Regions from separate parts of the Rattus norvegicus genome. Here region 1 is linked to region 2. The links are chromatin contacts, called in public Hi-C maps. All regions are on one chromosome and are shown on one strand. Each heading gives the region's core, a stretch centred on a gene start, on an enhancer-like site or on the middle of the called end of the contact. The rest is flanking DNA. Distances are from core to core; before and after follow the strand shown. Region 1 has its middle 190 kb from the start of C7h12orf50. Region 2 has its middle 46 kb from the start of C7h12orf50.

Region 1 (4,096 bases), core at 144-2,643, 150 kb before region 2:
CTCAAGGAGAATGACAGAGGCTGAGAGGAAGGTGAAGAAAGCAGAATGGAAAAGGTAAGGAGTACTGGTTAATGTGTTTGATGTCCATTACAGTTGCATGGAAATACCCTTATGAGAAACATACCATGGAGATGGGTGTAGGCGATGATACGGTTTAGGAGAAAATATCTAGCCCTATTTAAGGTACTAACTTTAAAAAAATAATGAACACTGTTTCCCTTTTGCTTGCTCATTTGTCTGTTATTGATTTGAACTGCTGTCATTTCTATTACCGGAAGACACACCTGAATATTTGCCTCTTTAGTGTTTGGATATGAATTTGCCTGAACAAAGAATCGCGCCAAGAAACATTTGGGGCTTTGTTTATTGAACTTCCACATATTCCCTGTAAGAAAAACCTCAAACAAATTGGGCTTGAGGTTCTGGTCTGAGTGATTGGAATCATGGAAATGCCACTTCACATCTAAGAAAAGAGATTTCAGAATCTATAGAATCTCAGACACATACATAAATGCTATACCCTCTAGGGCCAAGCACATACACGGAGATACCCACCCATTCCAGAGAAGAAATTTGTTTAGGGACTTTTTAAAAAAAATTGTAAAATACTGAATATCTTCAATTAATATATGCATAGTGATAATTAACAAATTCAGTGATCTACCATAATAAATGGACCAAAAGGTCATTTTTCTGCTGTATTTCACAGGAGGGCAAAAACGTTTCCCTTCACATCTCTGTACAGTTTTTGAGATGTTTTTAAATTTTTACCTGGCCCCATCACAGCATAGTGCTTCAAACTGTGTTTCATTTTGTAACAGCCAAGCCAAGCAAACATACCCGTATCTCACTACCACTCATGTATTGGCGGAATTTGGCTTCTCGTTATACGAGGTAGAAAAGGGACTTATAAATTATTGAATGCCTAACAAAATAACTGAACTTTGTGATTTTATAAAGCACAACATAAAAAATTCAAGTGGTCTGAAAGCTAAGCCTTTCATTTGAGTGGTAAAATGGGGAACAGTTTTAAAACAGAACGCAAGTGAAATTTTTCATCCGTAAAGTCGATGTCATTGATTAAAAGCGTGTGTGGTTAGACTGCCACCTAGTGGTGATGTACACCAGCCCGCTTGCGCCTGAGAGATCTTCACATGACGCTCCCTAACTCCACTTTTCTAGTAAACCGGTGAGATTTTTGCAAGAATAGAGACTGAAACTAAGGAAGTGAAAAGTGTTCTGTTGGAAGAGATTCTTAGAAAACATCACTGAGGGAAAACAGCAGAAGCTAGAAACTGATAGAGTCTTTAATTTCTCCACAAAGCTTAGTGTACAAAGAGACCGGATGTGAGGGAAGGGAGGGCGGGGGGGGGGGCGTGAAGCCCATGTTTCCTATGGTTCTTGAGTCAAGCTGCTCTTGGAGCATGTTACAGTGGTGGAATAGTTGTGCATCCTCAACAAAATGAGTAAGAAAATCCTCCTTGTACTACTTCTCAGTACTGAGAATTCAAAGCCAGGAACTGTGTCTTCCTTAAAATAGATATATATGTACATATACACATATGTCTATATATGTATGCCTATATATATACATACATACACATATATATATACATATATATTCATAAGTGTGTGTCTGTGTGTGTATTCTAAATTCCTTTGCCCTTATTTAAGAGAAGAAAAAAAAATCTATGATTCACCAAACCAGTGTTTAGAACCCCTAGAAACAGAATAGCATTTTTGTAGATGAGAGAACTAAAACATTTGCTTTGTTTTGTTTTGAGGGGCAGGTGTATGTAGGTTTTTAAGTCAAATCCCTAAATTTAAAGAATTAATGCCCGAGGAGAATCCGCTTCCAGAACCTGGATTCAAGTTGAACAGTCTCTGGACTCTGTGTGATGTGATGCTCTCCCTCTGATGTGCTTTCCACAATCGCTACAGTCAAATGCTGGAGAGGCTGTTCTTAAAGTTTATTTGTCCCATTGGCTCTGCTGAAAACATGCAAACATTTCTTTCCTAGTGAGTCACAAGCACGGGGTGAGCATACTGCAGGCAGTCAGTAGTTGGGAGTTTGCTCTTCCTTTAGCTACATTTTGTCTTCCCTATCTCTAGAGATGATTTTTTTCCTCCCTCTTGTACCAGCCAGGAGACAACAAGTCTGTGCTTGTTGACAACTTTCTATGATGATTGATTCATTTAAAGCACTAAGAGTCCATTGTCCTCATTTTCATAGGCATTGAGGTGAACTTAAGCAGAATATGACAGAAAACGTGGCAAGCGACAATTCCCCCCGGCAGCATAAGTGTGAGATTCACGTTCTCTGATGGGTAATACAGATATGAAGACCAAAAACCCTTGGGGATGAGATTGTGAAGTCTGTTATATGTCCTCTTCTATAAGATACCTCCCCTGTGTATACCTACTCCTGCCCCCACTGACTTTAAGTGTGTTTTTGTCAAGCAGTTAAAAGACAAACCATAATCAATTCAGCAAACATGAAATAAAAATTATCGTCAAACCACTTTCTGGCAGTGGATGCTGTTTCAGCTCCTAAGATCAAATTCTTTTAATTTTTCATAAAACTATTAAGTGTGTTTCAACCCAGGGTTTTCTAAAGAGATTGCTGCCAATTTTCTCACAAAGGGCTTCCAGTGAATCACAATACCGTTGTTTTCATCTGTATTCAATCATGACTAACAGCACCAAGCCTCAGAAGACTTAACACTTGGAGTCAGTGCTCATTTTTACCCAAAGTCAGACACACAGGGGGGAGCCAAACAAGAGCAAAGCAACAGCGCGCGCGCGCGCGCGAGAGAGAGAGAGAGAGAGAGAGAGAGAGAGAGAGAGAGAGAGAGAGAGAGAAGAGGAGAGAGAGAGAGAGAGAGAGAGAGAGAGAAGAGAAGGGGGAGAGAGAGAGAGAAAGAGAGAGAAGAGAAGGGAGAGAGAGAGAGAGAAGGGGAGAGAGAGAGGAGAAGGGGAGAGAGAGAGAGAGAGAGAGAGAGAGAGAAGAGAAGGGGGGAGAGAGAGAGAGAGAAGAGAAGGGGGGAGAGCGAGAGAAGAGAAGGGGGAGAGAGAGAGAGAGAAGAGAAGGGGGAGAGAGAGAGAGAAGAGAAGGGGGAGAGAGAGAGAGAGAGAGAGAGAGAGAGAAGAGAAAGGGGGACGGAGGGAGAGAGGGAAGGAGCAAGGGAGGGAGACAGATACAGAGAGACACAAAGAAAGGAAGAGACACACAGAGAGAGACAGACAGACAAAAATTACCTCACTGTACCTTTAAAGACATGTGAAAGAAATCTTGTAAACCAAACAGAGATGTAGGTGAAGTTTTGGGATCAAAGAGCACAAAAATGAGTTGTAAATTCAATCAAAAAGAACCCTGATCCATTCCTACAACATATTCTTTTCTAAAAAAAAAAAAAAAAACCAATTGTTTTGTTTTTTAAAAGAATGCTCTGTAAATCGATACAGCGTATATTGATCATATCAGTTCACTACTATCTGTCTCCCAGCAAGGTCCCCAACCTGAATCCTCCAAACTTCATATCACCTTTTATTTTCTAAAAGCCATTTGCAGCTTATGGCTGCTGTTGGAGGGAGAGTCACTCACCTTTATGGATATGGTTGTTAGTGGATGACGTCTGCCTCCATGGATGGCCAAATGCCCACATGCATATGGACAGTACTAATTAGACTCAGAGGAGTATTTAAAAATGCAGCAAAATCTCCTAGGGTAATTGTCTTCCTTCCACTTTAACTTCAAGGACAGGGTGGACAAATGGCAGTCAAATGATACAAAATATCCAGGGGGAAAACGGCAAGAGTTGCATAAGGGGATAGCTATGGATGGATAAGCATTGAAAATGCCAGGAAAGTGATTTCCAATTATTCTTGTCAAAACAATAATTGCATGTGGAAATGTACATGACAGTTGAGCAGCATAGGTCAACTAATAGAGTATGCACCTCCAAACATATTATAGATGATACCACACACACATTTTAACTATTAATTCAAAACCAAAGGTATGCTCATTTACATGCAGGAAAGTATATGTCAAAACTGCTCTCAAATATACTTAGCTTCCAAATTGCTTTTTGAG
Region 2 (3,625 bases), core at 937-3,436:
GTCCCAGGAGTCTCCTGCTCTTAACTATAAAGGCAGAGACACATGGCAGAAGCTGCTGAGCTCTGCTGCTTGCAGGAGCCGGACCATGGTTCTCTTGCTTTGTTACATTATCACTAGCTTCCTCTTTTCCAACTCCTTCACTGCCTAAGCTTGGCTGTCCTTGATCTTGCTCTGTAGATTAACCTTGAACTCAGAGATCTGCATACCTCTCTCCTGAGATTAAAGGTGTGTACCACCATACCTGGACCCAAACTTAACTAGGTAAAATCTTTCCCCAAAGTCCCACTCCTTAATTTGTTTTCTGCTTGAACACGGGATTCAGCTCCATTTCACTTCCTGGTGCTCCTTTAATACTCGAACCATATATTTATATTTTTCCTTTCTCAGCTTGCTATGCTCTTTAAAAATGCTCTTCCTGAGACTTAACCAGAGAACAAAGTCTATGATGGGCATTTCTGGGACTTCCTTTGTCAATGCAATTAATCTGCATCTCTTCACCTTAGCCTCAGACAGACTCTTCAGATAAGAGCAAAGAGCAGCTACATTCTCCACAAGATTCCATAAAACAGTCTCTAGGCCACATATTGAAATTCTCCACTAAAACCTCTTGGGCCACATCTACACAATTCAAATCACTCTCAGTAATAAAGTCTTTCATATTCCTACTGATAGCCCATTAAACCCCCATTTAAAGCATTCTAGTGCTTTCCAAATCCAAAGTCCCAAAATCCTCATTCTTCTAAACAAGAGTAAGGTCAGGCCTATCACAGCAATACCCCAGTCCCTGTTACTAACTTCTGTTTTACTGCTATGAACAGACACCATGACTAAGGCAACTCTTATAAGGACAACATTTAATTGGGGCTGGCTTACAGGTTCAGAGATTCTGTCCATTATCATCAAGGCGGGAACATGGCAGCATCCAGGCAGGCATGGTGCAGGAGGAACAGCGAGTTCTACATCTTCACCTGAAGGCTGCTTGCAGAATACTGGCTTCCAGGCCACTAGGATGAAGGTCTTAAAGTCCACATCCACAATGACACACCTACTCCAACAAGGCCACACCTCCTAATAGTCCCACTCCCTGGGCCAAGCATACACAAACCATCCCAGTATGGTTATACAATTTGTGACTTTCATATACCCTCCCAAACTTCCAAAGAGCAAGGACTAGTTTGTTTTGACCAACTATTTAATTCCTAGTCCACAGAATTTGGCTGTGTAATAGAAGCCTAATAACATTTCATTTAAAAAAAAAAGACTATAAAGAAAAATAAATAATAATAGTTAAAATTTTATTATGAGCTCATGTGCTCTGATATACCAGGCACTATTGTGAGATGTTCATATATAGACTGAAGGATTTGGGAGGAGGAAAGGGAGAGGCAAATAATATAATTTCATTATAATCTCAAATTATAAGGCAATAAAATCATAGTTATAGTGGTTTATTTTTTGTACCAATGAGAAAACGGTGAGGCGAGTTTTATACACGACAGTGACATTTTATGAGTATCATATTTGTAAATACCATTGTCAGAAAGCATTTCTTGAATTAGTGCATTTGTGGTCAACTGCTGAACAGAGGATGACCATGAAATGGCATAAAAAAAAATAGTATCTTGGCCTCTCAGTGCCTCTTTCTTCCACCACTGTGATACCCCCCACCCTGTGAGTGTGTGTCTGTCTGTCTGTCACACAACACATACTCCTTAATTGATTTATCATATAACTCAATATCTCCACTGAACAGTATACATCAAGTCCAAATTAAAGTTTTGTTGCCTCCTTATATATTTTATTTATGTTTTCAAAAAAACAAAATAGAATCCCAGTTTTATACCATCGTGTGCCCTTCTTATTCTTACTGTAAATAAAGATGCTCCTTCTTTGTGCTTTTCACACCTTTATTAGCTCTTCAATTCTGTACTTTCTCTCTGCCTGACCCAATTTCTTTTCTCATTTTGTTTCCTGCATCCTCCTCTATTCCCTGATGGAAAGAGATTCTCACCCCATCTCAAGCATTCATGACTTGCTGGTTTTAGTAAGGCCACGGGCAACCATGTCATCTTCTTTTGGATGAGGAACATACACCAAAGCCATAACCTAGCCCTGGAGAGGAATACCAAATTGGAATGGAGGCAACCTAGGCTGCTCTCTTCTCTAGCATCGTGCAGTTCGTTGCTGCTAACGCGATTTCAGCCAAGGCATCAAGAGGAAAATGTGCCTTGGGGTGTCCCCTGCTCTATCCTTCTTTATGCTTTTATTTTCAAATAGTATAGAAGCCCCCAAGCTACATTATAGCTCCTCCGGAACCTTATGAAAACGAAATACCGTTTTCTTTCTATAAAGTCTCTTCGATGAAAAGGTTATGCTTTGTTTACTTTCATTTCTGAAGGCTCCTACTGTTAGCATCAGCGAGGTAGAAATAAATGTGTCCAAACAAAATGTCTTATTGGGAAGGAGGGCTAGATTTACGTCCCGTTTCTGTGACCGTGCTGCCCCCTAGCGTTCAGAAGGTGGTAAATTTCCTTCAATTCATGACAACTTGAAAGTTGTGACTTAGGAACAGCATTGCAGTGAGAATAATTGTGTCTTGTAAGCCATAGCTGCGCTCAAAGAGGCAAAGAGGGGCGGGGTGGTTAGGCACAAATAAGAATTACATCAAACGTTTTGAAACAACAATCCTGATCAAGGTGATTAGTAAAGAGTTGAAAGCAGTCTGAGGGTGAGTGGATGGTTACGGACAATGTTATTGTAGACAGGTTGTGGCATGGCATATTGTGGAGGCCTTTCTGTAAATTGATCCATCTGAAAGAATCTTTTGTGATCATGCCTGTCAGGAAACCGAATGCAAGAACAATTTCTTCCTTTGGAACCTCTCTCCTATGTTGTCGATGGATTGAAGGAAGCAACTCTGTCTTGATCGCTGTAGTTTTTGCCTTTCACATTTCAATCTTATTATTTCCAAGTGCTATTCGAGGGTTTGGCTCTGTTGTTACTGGTACGCTTGTTACAAGGTCTACATTCAGAGATAAATGATTACACTTTAAGTAGTAAATAATACAGTGCATTGTAACTTCGTAAGATATGAATACATTTTTCTTTTTACTTTTGTAAGATACATTCACCAACATTCTCAGTTGTCATCAGGCATTCCCTTCAATCTGCCTCTTTCTGTCTGTCTCTGTCTCTGTCTCTCTTCCTCTCTCTCTCTCTCTCTCTCTCTCTCTCTCTCTCTCTCTCTTTCTCTCTCTCCCCCTTCACTGCTTGTGTGTGTGTGTATGTGTGTGTGTGTGTGTGTGTGTGCTTATGCATTAACTTCAAGTATTTTCCTCAGGCACTATTCACATTAACATCTCGAGTCATGGCTTCTTCCTGACCTGGACCCATGGTGTAGGCTGTTATCCAGTAAGCCCTAAGCATCCACTCATCTCCAAGCCACTGGGATTACAAACATGTACTACCACCTCACAGTTTGTTGTTACTTTGATGGGTTGATTGGTGATTGATTTCTAAGTCTTTAGTATTTCTTTAGATTCAAATTCTACTCTTCCCTTTCACATTAACCTGGAAGTCTTTGTGGACTATGGTACTAAATGCACCAGAACTCAGCCTTTTCTCA

Evidence for each region. A called contact is a pair of places that touch in the nucleus more often than the background predicts.
Region 1: a contact with region 2 is called in a Hi-C map of the A7r5 cell line, with 5 times the contacts expected there. The contact joins two enhancer-like sites. A contact is called at or near these places in 5 of 12 Hi-C or Micro-C datasets (the A7r5 cell line, the Rat2 cell line, Schwann cells and 2 more).

The regions. Positions count from the first base shown.
Region 1 is chr7:37,490,103-37,494,198 of GRCr8, reverse strand. No RefSeq gene overlaps it. Among named protein-coding and RNA genes, the nearest start is that of C7h12orf50, 190 kb to the right of the region's middle. Within about 2 kb of position 1,393, at least 1 of the 93 cell types and tissues checked has an H3K27ac peak or open chromatin away from gene starts, as enhancers often do. A contact at or near this core is called in the A7r5 cell line, where this site is marked.
Region 2 is chr7:37,342,527-37,346,151 of GRCr8, reverse strand. No RefSeq gene overlaps it. Among named protein-coding and RNA genes, the nearest start is that of C7h12orf50, 46 kb to the right of the region's middle. Within about 2 kb of position 2,186, at least 1 of the 93 cell types and tissues checked has an H3K27ac peak or open chromatin away from gene starts, as enhancers often do. A contact at or near this core is called in the A7r5 cell line, where this site is marked.